Regions from separate parts of the Mus musculus genome. Here region 2 is linked to region 1. The links are chromatin contacts, called in public promoter capture Hi-C maps. All regions are on one chromosome and are shown on one strand. The core of a region is the stretch at or near the end of the contact, and the rest is flanking DNA. Distances in the headings are between cores, read along the strand shown.

What was found. Promoter capture Hi-C pulls out the DNA fragments that hold promoters and counts their contacts.
Region 2: a contact with region 1 is called in a promoter capture Hi-C map of liver, with 4 times the contacts expected there. The contact joins the promoter of Foxo4 here to the promoter of Yipf6 in region 1. A contact is called at or near these places in 3 of 39 promoter capture datasets (cranial neural crest, liver and pre-B cells) and 1 of 9 other capture datasets (liver).

Annotation. Positions count from the first base shown.
Region 1 is chrX:98,935,617-98,940,334 of GRCm38.p6, forward strand. It overlaps Yipf6 (Yip1 domain family, member 6), which reads left to right and starts at 2,165. Exons shown (of 7, transcript NM_207633.2): 1 at 2,165-2,672; 2 at 4,157-4,285; 3 at 4,506-4,584. The coding sequence starts at 2,616.
Region 2 is chrX:101,251,777-101,256,329 of GRCm38.p6, forward strand. Foxo4 (forkhead box O4) reads left to right here and starts at 2,752. Exons shown (of 3, transcript NM_018789.2): 1 at 2,752-3,497. The coding sequence starts at 3,045.

The DNA of each region.
Region 1 (4,718 bases), core at 915-3,414:
AATGGATAAGTGTGGGAGACATGGGAGAGGGGTAGCAGGAGGAAGGATTAGGATGGAGAGCCTAAGGCTGTCCTTGAAGCAGTTGTATAAGACATTTTTGCTGTTGTTATAATTGGTTTGTAAGAGTCTGTCTGTGTACCCCAGGATGATCCTGCCACCCCTTAGTGATATCATTCCTAGCTGCCCTGGGCTGTCGTGCCTTGCATGCCTCTTGTAATTAAAATGAGTTCATATCAACTAGCCTAAAAGATTTAAGAGGAGGTCTTGCCAAGTAGCCATGACCGGCCTGAACTTTTCTATGTAGACTAGACTGGCTTCAAAGTAGCAACAGTCTTCCTGCCTTTGGGACTCCAAGCAAGCACCACAGCCCTGGCAAAGCCTCAACTCTGTTATCACTTCCACGAGTGTTTGTTTAAGGACTGAAATTTTACTTGGTTTGAAGGAGAATTACTGTACTAATATTTAAGTAAAATAACTAATAGCCATCCCCAGAAGCTTATTCTGGGAAGTCTGGCTTTCCACAGTCCACGTATCTCCTCCTCCCATCTATTCCCTGGGTTCCTTTCTGAATTACCTATCCAAATATATAAAGCAGTGCATTTTACTGCATAGGGAGAATGTTGATGATGCCAACAATGGCTCTCTTGTTTGACCTCACTGGAGCCTTGGGTAAGAGGTGAGTCAGAGCAACCAGGAGTCAGAAACATCTTGATTGTTTGCCAGGATGAGGTAGGGGTGAAAGTTGGTCCCGGCAGGGGTGGTTTTTTTGTTGTTGTTTGTTTGTTTTAACTTTTTCTTTTTTTTCTTTTTCTTTCTTTCTTTTTTTTTTTTTTTTTTTTTTTGGTTACAGTAGCTGACTCCTACCCATTCCCCGCCTACTACCCACCCCAGGAGCCTCTACTGATCAAGGACATTTTCAGTACTTGCCACCAAGTAGCTTAGCAACTTCAAAGTTGTAGTGGTTTTGGGAAGTTAGTGGAGTGAAGCTCTCCCACTTGATAGGAGATGAAAGAGAGAATAATTGTGCAGGACCTGTGGGGAGACAATACAAAGGTTTGAGGATTTGAAGGAGATGGAAGCTGGCTATGAAGCTCAGGGAACTAGTAAGGCAAGGACGGCAGTAGACAAGGGGATCAGGTTCTTCAACTTGAAGTCGGAGGCCTTTTTCTTGGGGACACGAGGAATGGCACTTCAGAGCCACTTCTGGTGAACTGGTTCTGTCAAGCGCTGCTAGTCTCAGCTGCTTTCAGATGGTCCTAGTTGGGCGCGTTTTGGATCCACAGTGCTCCGCTTTGCTCCGCAGTGGCGCTGGTGGTGGGATAGCCTACTCTCAGCTGGGTGCGGTTAGGTTCGGTTGGGATCGACTGGGCGCCATTGGTCTCGGCAGCGCTTGGCTGAACGCCGATGCGTTCGACTTCGTTTGTCTGGGCTCGGCTAGGTGTGGCTCTGTGCCGCAGGCCACCGCTGGCTGCGTTCAGATAGGTTCAGCTGTGCGCTGCTGGGCTCGGCTGCATTCGGCTGTGATCCGACTAGGTTCGGCGGTGCCCGCTGGGCTCGGCTACGTTCGGCTACACTCGGCTGTGATCCGACTAGGTTCGGTGGTGCACGGCTGGGCTCGGCTGCGTTCGGCTTTGCACCGACTAGCTTCGGCTGTTCGCCTCTGGGCTCGGCTGCGTTCGGCTGTGTCAGGCTGTGATCAGACTAGGTTCGGTGGTGAGCGGCTGGGCTCGGCTGCGTTCGGCTGTGAGCCGACTAGGTTCGGTAGTGCGCTGCTGGGCTCGGCTGTGTTCGGCTAGGTTCGGCTGTGCACCTCTGGGTTCTGCTACGTTCGGCTGGAAGCCTCTGGGCTCGATTGTGTTTGGCTGTGCACCGCTGGGTTCGGCTAAGTTCGGCTGTGCATTGCTGGGCTTGGCTGAACGCTACTGGGCTCCGCTAAGTTTAGCAGGAGCCTCTGGGCTCCATTGGGCTCGGCTTCATTCGGCTAGGTTTGGTTGTGTGCCTACTAGGTTCGGCTGGGCGCCTCTGAGCGCCATTGTATTCCGCTGTGCGTTGCCGGGCTCTGCTGTGTCCGGCTAGGTTCGGCTGTGCACCTCTGGGCTCTGCTAGGTTTGGCTGGGAGCCTCTGGACTCGATTGTGTTTGGCTGTGTACCGCTAGGTTCCGCTAAGTTCGGCTAAGTTCAGCTAGGTTCGGCTGAATGCCACTTGGCTCGGCTAAGTTTGGCTGGGGCCTCTGGGCTCGATTGGGTTCGGCTGAGCATCACGGGGCTCGATTGGGTTCAGCTGAGCATCACTGGGCTCCATTGGGTTCGGCTGGGAGTTTGCTGGAGCCTGGGGCACCGCTGGGCGAGCCGGCGCTTCTAGCCTGCACTCTCAGTGGGCGTGGAAGGCGGAGCGCCCCCTAGCGAAACTGCGTCCCCAAACAGTGAGCAAATAGGCTCGCGCTCGAGCCTCGGAGGCTACCGGAGCACCGGAACTCGGCTGGGCGCCGCAGCAGCCAGCCTCAGGCGCCGGCGGTGACGCCGTCTTAACGCGACCGCGCGCTGACCAGCCCCGGTCTCCACGTCTCAGGTTTCGCAGAGACGCATGGGAGGGGAGCAGTTGGAGGTTTATCAAGATGGCGGAAGCGGAGGACTCTCCGGGAGAACAGGAGGCAGCGGCATCCAAGCCCCTGGTGAGTTAAGAGGACAGTGGCAGAAGGGACTGAGGGCGAGGCAGAGCTCCCGGGAAGCGAGTCGGGAAGGCTTCGGGATCAGAGAGCCAGAGCTTCTTGGCTTTGCAGGCCCTTGGCGTCTACAACCAGCTGACACTACACCTGGTCTTTGAGTTAGCTGCATCTCCCTTCCATTCGCTGGCCTTCTGTGCCTTTCTGAGACTCTCCGCTGTCTGTCCACACTCTAGGGGTTCTTTGACAGTGAGTTAAATGCCGAGCTTGGAGTGGTTTCTGAAGTATCCTCTATCGCTGTCATTTATCACGACTTGTCACCAGTCATTGTGAAGTACTACACAAGTAATGAAACTGCTTCTCACAGGACGTTGTCGTTTTATTGGTTGTAACCGGAACCTTTACTTGCCCGGTGGGTGACTCAAAGCAGCTAATTATTATTTGCAGGTGCTTGCTATCCCCTTCATGACACATATGTCACTAAGAGCCACCAATACTGCTTTAAGAACACTGGCTTCACAGTTAACCCCATGTGAGCTAGAGTGCATTCGCACTGAAGCTTTTGTGAGTTTGAGCATTTCGTTTCAGTGAAGGGTGTTTTTGACTCTTAAACTGAAAAGAAGGTACCTGCCTTTAAAATGGCATAACTTCTATGAAGTGCCTAATACAGTCATGAGTGGAGGAGTATAAGGAAGTCGTTGTTACGCCCTGTCGTTCTTCTTCCCAAACAGTATTTGCTTATATACTGTTTGCTCAGTAACTGCTTTCATTTCTTTTGTTTTAAATTGGCAGCGTAACAGAGAACTGAACTGAGAGGCAAGGGAACTTGGTTCAAGTCCCAGCTCTTCTGCTTACTAGCTCTATTTGTTCATCTCTTCAGCAAAAATATTTCTCGAGCATCTAGAGTGTTCCAGGCAGTCTTTTAGGCACCAGGAATGAAACTGTAAAGGAGGATATTGAATCTGGGGCTGGAGCTCAGCGGGAAAGAGAGTGCATTACATACGTAAGACCCTTTCGGTCCAATCTCCAGCACTGAAGGGATAAGGTCATTTGGGCCATCTTATGGATCAGTTGTGACCCTGAGTAAAGTCTCTCTAAACCCAAGTTTAGACGTTCGGAAAATGATGAAGCTCACCACAGAATAGTGAAAATATGTAAACTAATGCAAACATTATGCCTCCTGCCACATAGTTACAGGTTACCTAGCTGTTCTTAGTTTCCCTTTACTCCAGACTGTTCCCCGTTCTGTAATGCCTGTGATGTGTTTAAGTACGTGTGCAAGTTTGTACGCATGCACGCATGCATGTGTAGACAGGGCTTACTGTGTTAACTAGGAGTGTTTAGGAATTAGTTGTATTGCCCAATGTCTGTTGAGCTACTTTTAGTTACTACGCAAAACCTTAAATAGCCAGGCCCAACTCTAGAAAATGGTGATGTTTCTGAGACATTTTGCAGTTGTAAGCTTAATTTTCTTTCCCCCAATCTTTTCTCAGTTTGCAGGGTTGTCTGATGTGTCAATTTCTCAGGACATTCCCATAGAAGGGGAGATTACCATCCCCTCCAGAGCTCGTGCTCAAGAACATGACAGCTCCACACTGAATGAATCCATTCGTCGGACCATTGTAAGTTAGACGAGTTGAGAGACCACTTCAGTGTTATGGGAGCGAATAGGCACTAATACTTTGAAATACTTTTGTTTGGTTCTTTGATTTTTTTTTAAATATATTTCTTCTACTGAAATGTAAGAGTCCCCCTATGACTGAGTTGTTAGTGTTCTTGGCAAACAGGGGCCTTCATGGTGCTTTGATCAGCACAGGACATGGAGTTATTTTTGTTTTTCAGATGCGAGATCTAAAAGCTGTGGGAAGGAAATTTATGCATGTTTTATATCCAAGGAAGAGTAATGCACTGTTAAGAGACTGTGAGTATATGAGGTTTTTGAGGATTTCTTTCAAACCATTGATAGTTTATTGGTTCTGCTTTATAAAGCAAAGGAAAAAGTAATAAGGCGGATGCTGCTGTTTTGCAGGACTAAACAGTTCTGTAAATGAAATT
Region 2 (4,553 bases), core at 1,502-4,001, 2.3 Mb after region 1:
TTCACATGCACACATACACACACACTGAATATATACACAATACTTTTTTAAGAATATGGAAAATCAACAGGGTTTCTCATACCATGAGCAGACTAACATCACTTTGAAGGCCCAGTGTATGAAGATGGAGAGGGGAAAGGGGAGGAAAATATACCCATTAACAATTCAAATGGTAAACAACTTAAATGACAGTCACTCTAGAACCTTACTAGGTAGCAGAAAAATTGCAATATGACCAGGCAAAGAAATATGTATTTATCTAAAATTTGTTAAATGTCTAAGTTTAATAGGCAATTCTTGATCCCATTTATTCACTCCTTTGACCAACATATACTGTGACCCAGAGCTGAGGTCACAGATACCTGAAACTTATTTCTGCCCCCAGGGGCTCATAGCTTATTGTAAGGGACAGACGACCAAACAAATATGACTTGCAGCTCTATGACATGAGCTTGCCAGAGGTGATTTAAAATGCACAACGGGGACGACGTGCTGGACCTGAGGAAAACATGGGGTAATGGATGGGATTTTTCCCCGAAATGGAGACCTGAGGGAATAAATGATAAGAGCAATGAGTTAGAGGCAGGAAGACGAGACTATCAAGGTCATCCTGTGTTGCACAATGAATTTGAGGCCAGCCTGGCCTACGTGAGACCCTATCACACACACAGACACACACATCCAAAAAGTATGCATGGCTGGAGAGATGGCTCAGCAGTTAAGAGCACATATTGCTCTTACAGAGGACCTCAGTTACATTTCCAGCACCTAAGCACGTAGCTCACTATTTGCCTGTAACTCCTGCTCCAGGGGATCATGGCCTCTGGCCTTCCTTCTCAGGTACTTACAGTCATGCACTCACGTCCACATATGTCCACATAATTAAAAATTAAAAATCAAAAGAACGGATGGTGGTGGCACAGGCCTTTAATTTCAGCATTCGGAAGGCAGAGGCAGGTAGCTCTCTAGAAGATGGAGGCCAACCTGATCTACATAGTGAGTTTCAGAACAGCTGAGGCTATACACAGAAACTCTGTCTAGCAAAACTAGACAGGGATTGGGGGGAAGAAGATTTCTGTTAAACAACTAAACAACAACAATAAAAAGACAGAAAGAGGATGCAAAGGGAAAGTTATTATAAGGTGGAAGCATTTCTAGAAAATAGGGGGAAACTACAGCTGGTTCAAACTTAGTGTGCTTAGTTGAAAGATGGGGCAGGAAAAGTGTAACTTGAACCTGAAGAGCTTTCCTAGAGTTTGAACATTACAGTACTTTGGATTTTTAGGCCCACCTGTTTCCTTGTGTAAATCACTTGATCTCTGAGATCATCTGTATTTTCATCTATAAAACAGATATAATAGTGGTTAACCATACCTTGCATGGTTAAGTGAGCTGTAAGTGAGCTAATTTTGATATGCTGGTTTGAATAAGAATGCCCCCCATAGGCCCACTAGGAAATGGCTTTATTTGAAAGGATTAGAAGGATTAGAAGCCGGTGCACTGTTGAAGAACTTAAACCCAGTCATAATGTCTCCATTTAGAATTTGGAAGTAGCAAGTTACAGAAGTGGAAAGGTGACCATCAGTGTGGCTGAGAAGGTTAGGTAGACCCAGAACAGCCTCTAACCAAATTCAGAGCTTAAGAGTAGGGATCGGGGATTTAGCTCAGTGGTATAGCACTTGCCTAACAAGGGCTAAGGCCCTGGAGTCGGTCCTCAGCTCCAGAAAAAAGACAAAATAACAGAGGTTAAAGGTAGCTAGAGGGTGGAGGTATAGGTGCAGAAAGAGATTAAAAAAAAAAAAAGTTCAGTTGGAGACATGTTGAATGAGAAGCCATTGAAGATCAGAACAAGGAGAAGATCAGTATTTCAGAGGCCTGCATAGCTGACAGAGGAAACTAGCAAGACTGTCTGTGAAATGTACATAGAAAATGGAGAGAGTGCACCATAACCAATGAACACTGTTTGTTGTTACACAAGCTTCCCTCTCAACTCCCCAAGTGAGTGTGTCTTATTTTCTAATCAGATCCCTACTTGTTGATACTCTTTCTGCTTCTTATAAGGGCAATACATTTTCACTTTGCTTTCTTAGTGAAGGATGGGAAAATCTAGCGTCTTTCAAAACGATCTTTTGGGCGACCCCGAAACTCGAGGAAGTGGGTGAAAAGGGAAGGAATGAGGAAAAATATTTTTAAGAAAAGAAAAAGAGTCCGGGACGACCTCTAATCATTAAAGTTCCACCTCCCCACATCCTGCCACGCGCCGCTCTCCTGCGGCCGATATCGGACTCCTGATCGCAAGGTAGGACGGGAGATGTAGTCTTCGAGAACGACCAGGGTGGCACGATTCGAGAACTCAGTTTCCCAAGTGGCTCCTGAGGCGCGTGCGCAGATGGCTGCCCCAGCGAGTGGTAAACAGAGACGTCTGGCGGGGGCTGCTGCTTGGAGCAAAACAAAAGGGAAACCCGGGGGGCGGGGGGTGGGGGGGTCCGATAGGGGATTCAGTTCTGGAGTTGGGGAGGCTGGGGCCGCAAGAACCTTGACCCTCTCAAGAGTGACCTGGAGGGAAGAGGCGAGGGGAGGGAGAGCCAGGGGAGGGACAAGTGACGCCCGGGAGCGGGGCGTGGGGGAGGGCAGCGATCCGGGTGGAGGAAATTTGGGAGGAGTGTCCGGGGGGCAGCAACTTGAAAGGGGGAGGGAACTTCGCTGAGGAGACGTTCGGTGATGGGAGCGCAATGTATGAGGGGATACGGTGCCTCAGGTTTAAAAGAGCAGGAAGCTGAGTGAGAGGGTGCAGAAAGTGCCTTCGCTAGGCGGAGGTTACAGGTGGTGCCTCAGAGCGCTACTCTGAGGCTGCAGCCCGGACTCCGGAGGGGATCGGAGAACGGAGTGAAAGGGACAGTTTAGGAGCTAGAGTCCGGAGACGAGGGAGAAGTTCGTGACTTTCTGAGAACTGGAAAGAATGTGTTTCCCCCCTTGGGGGAGGCATGGTGAGGGACTGTGGCAGGCTCCACTGATCGCTGAGCTGCAGAGGTTCGACCCCACGTATGGATCCAGAGAATAAGAAGTCAGCCACAGGGGCTGCCGCGATCCTAGACCTCGATCCCGACTTCGAACCCCAGAGCCGTCCGCGATCCTGCACCTGGCCCCTTCCTCGACCAGACCTCGCTACGGAGCCACACGAACCGTCCGAGGTGGAGCCCAGTCTGGGACAGAAGGTACCCACGGAGGGACACTCCGAACCGATCCTGTTGCCCTCTCGGCTCCCAGAGCCGGCAGGGGGCCCCCAGCCGGGAATCCTGGGGGCTGTAACAGGTCCTCGGAAGGGAGGCTCCCGCCGGAATGCCTGGGGAAATCAGTCATATGCAGAACTCATCAGCCAGGCCATTGAAAGCGCCCCGGAGAAGCGGCTGACACTCGCCCAGATCTACGAATGGATGGTCCGCACGGTGCCCTACTTCAAGGACAAGGGTGACAGCAACAGCTCGGCAGGATGGAAGGTAAGTATGACTCCCTTACCTTCACGCCATCCACCCTTGGACCCCTCTAGTTACTCTCACTCCGGGGCCCCCCATTACCGCCTTTCCACCCCTTTGGAAAGCCCAAAGATCCACCTTTAATCTTCAGTTAGACAGGCATTTACTTAGTACATAGTATATACCACACTCTGAGCAGCTTGAAGCAGGAGGATCGGAGATGAATAAGACACTGTCCCTGCTCTGAGGAAAATCGAATTCTCTACTCGCTACTCAGCACTTTGGCTTGAGCTGCTCCAAACATTTATTCCCACAGAGAAGTCTTTATCCTATGTACAGCAGGAACTGTGTGGATTCTCCACCGGCACCTAGCCTTCCCTCCTCCCTCCCCTCCCACCCAACACCTTTTGGCCCATTCCTGCGGGATTACTCGGATTCCCTGCTCGCCTCCCAATACCTCAGTGAACAGAACTGTTCTACGATTGCTCTGCCCAAGAGGGAGTGGGCGGTGAAGGGGGGCAAAGTGGTTGGTATCCATGGGGAAAGGTAGCGACCTTGTGCACTAAGGAAAGAGGCCCGCAAGCTGCTATCTGCCTCAGTTTACCTTCTCCTGACGAAAATCCTTCCTTGTAAGGCGCTCTCCAAACTCACGGGGAAAGTCTTTGTTCAGGAATACTACTCATGGAGAAAGGAGGTATCATATAGCTTTGACTTTCGAGTCCAAGTTGGTCCTTGGTCTTTCTTGAAGAAACTGGGAAGATCTCAAACGGTAACTCTGAAAACTTCGCCAGAGAAATACGGACTCTAATCACAAAACTAAGGAGGGTTCAGCCCGTATCCATGCCTTGTATCTCTCTCTGTAGGTGGTTTGTGTTAGTGTACCAAGTACAGCGGACAGAATGGACCTTCACGTAGACGTTAGAGTGAGGGAGCAGATCTACAATGTGCGGAGGGGCCAGACTGAACAGAAGATGGGACAGCTGACCGAGACCCTTGGCGCTATTTCTGGGTAGACTGCCATGCCACAATCTGAAGCTCACAAAGAGCTTCCCTCCTTGGACGCAGCCTGCACAGCTGTTT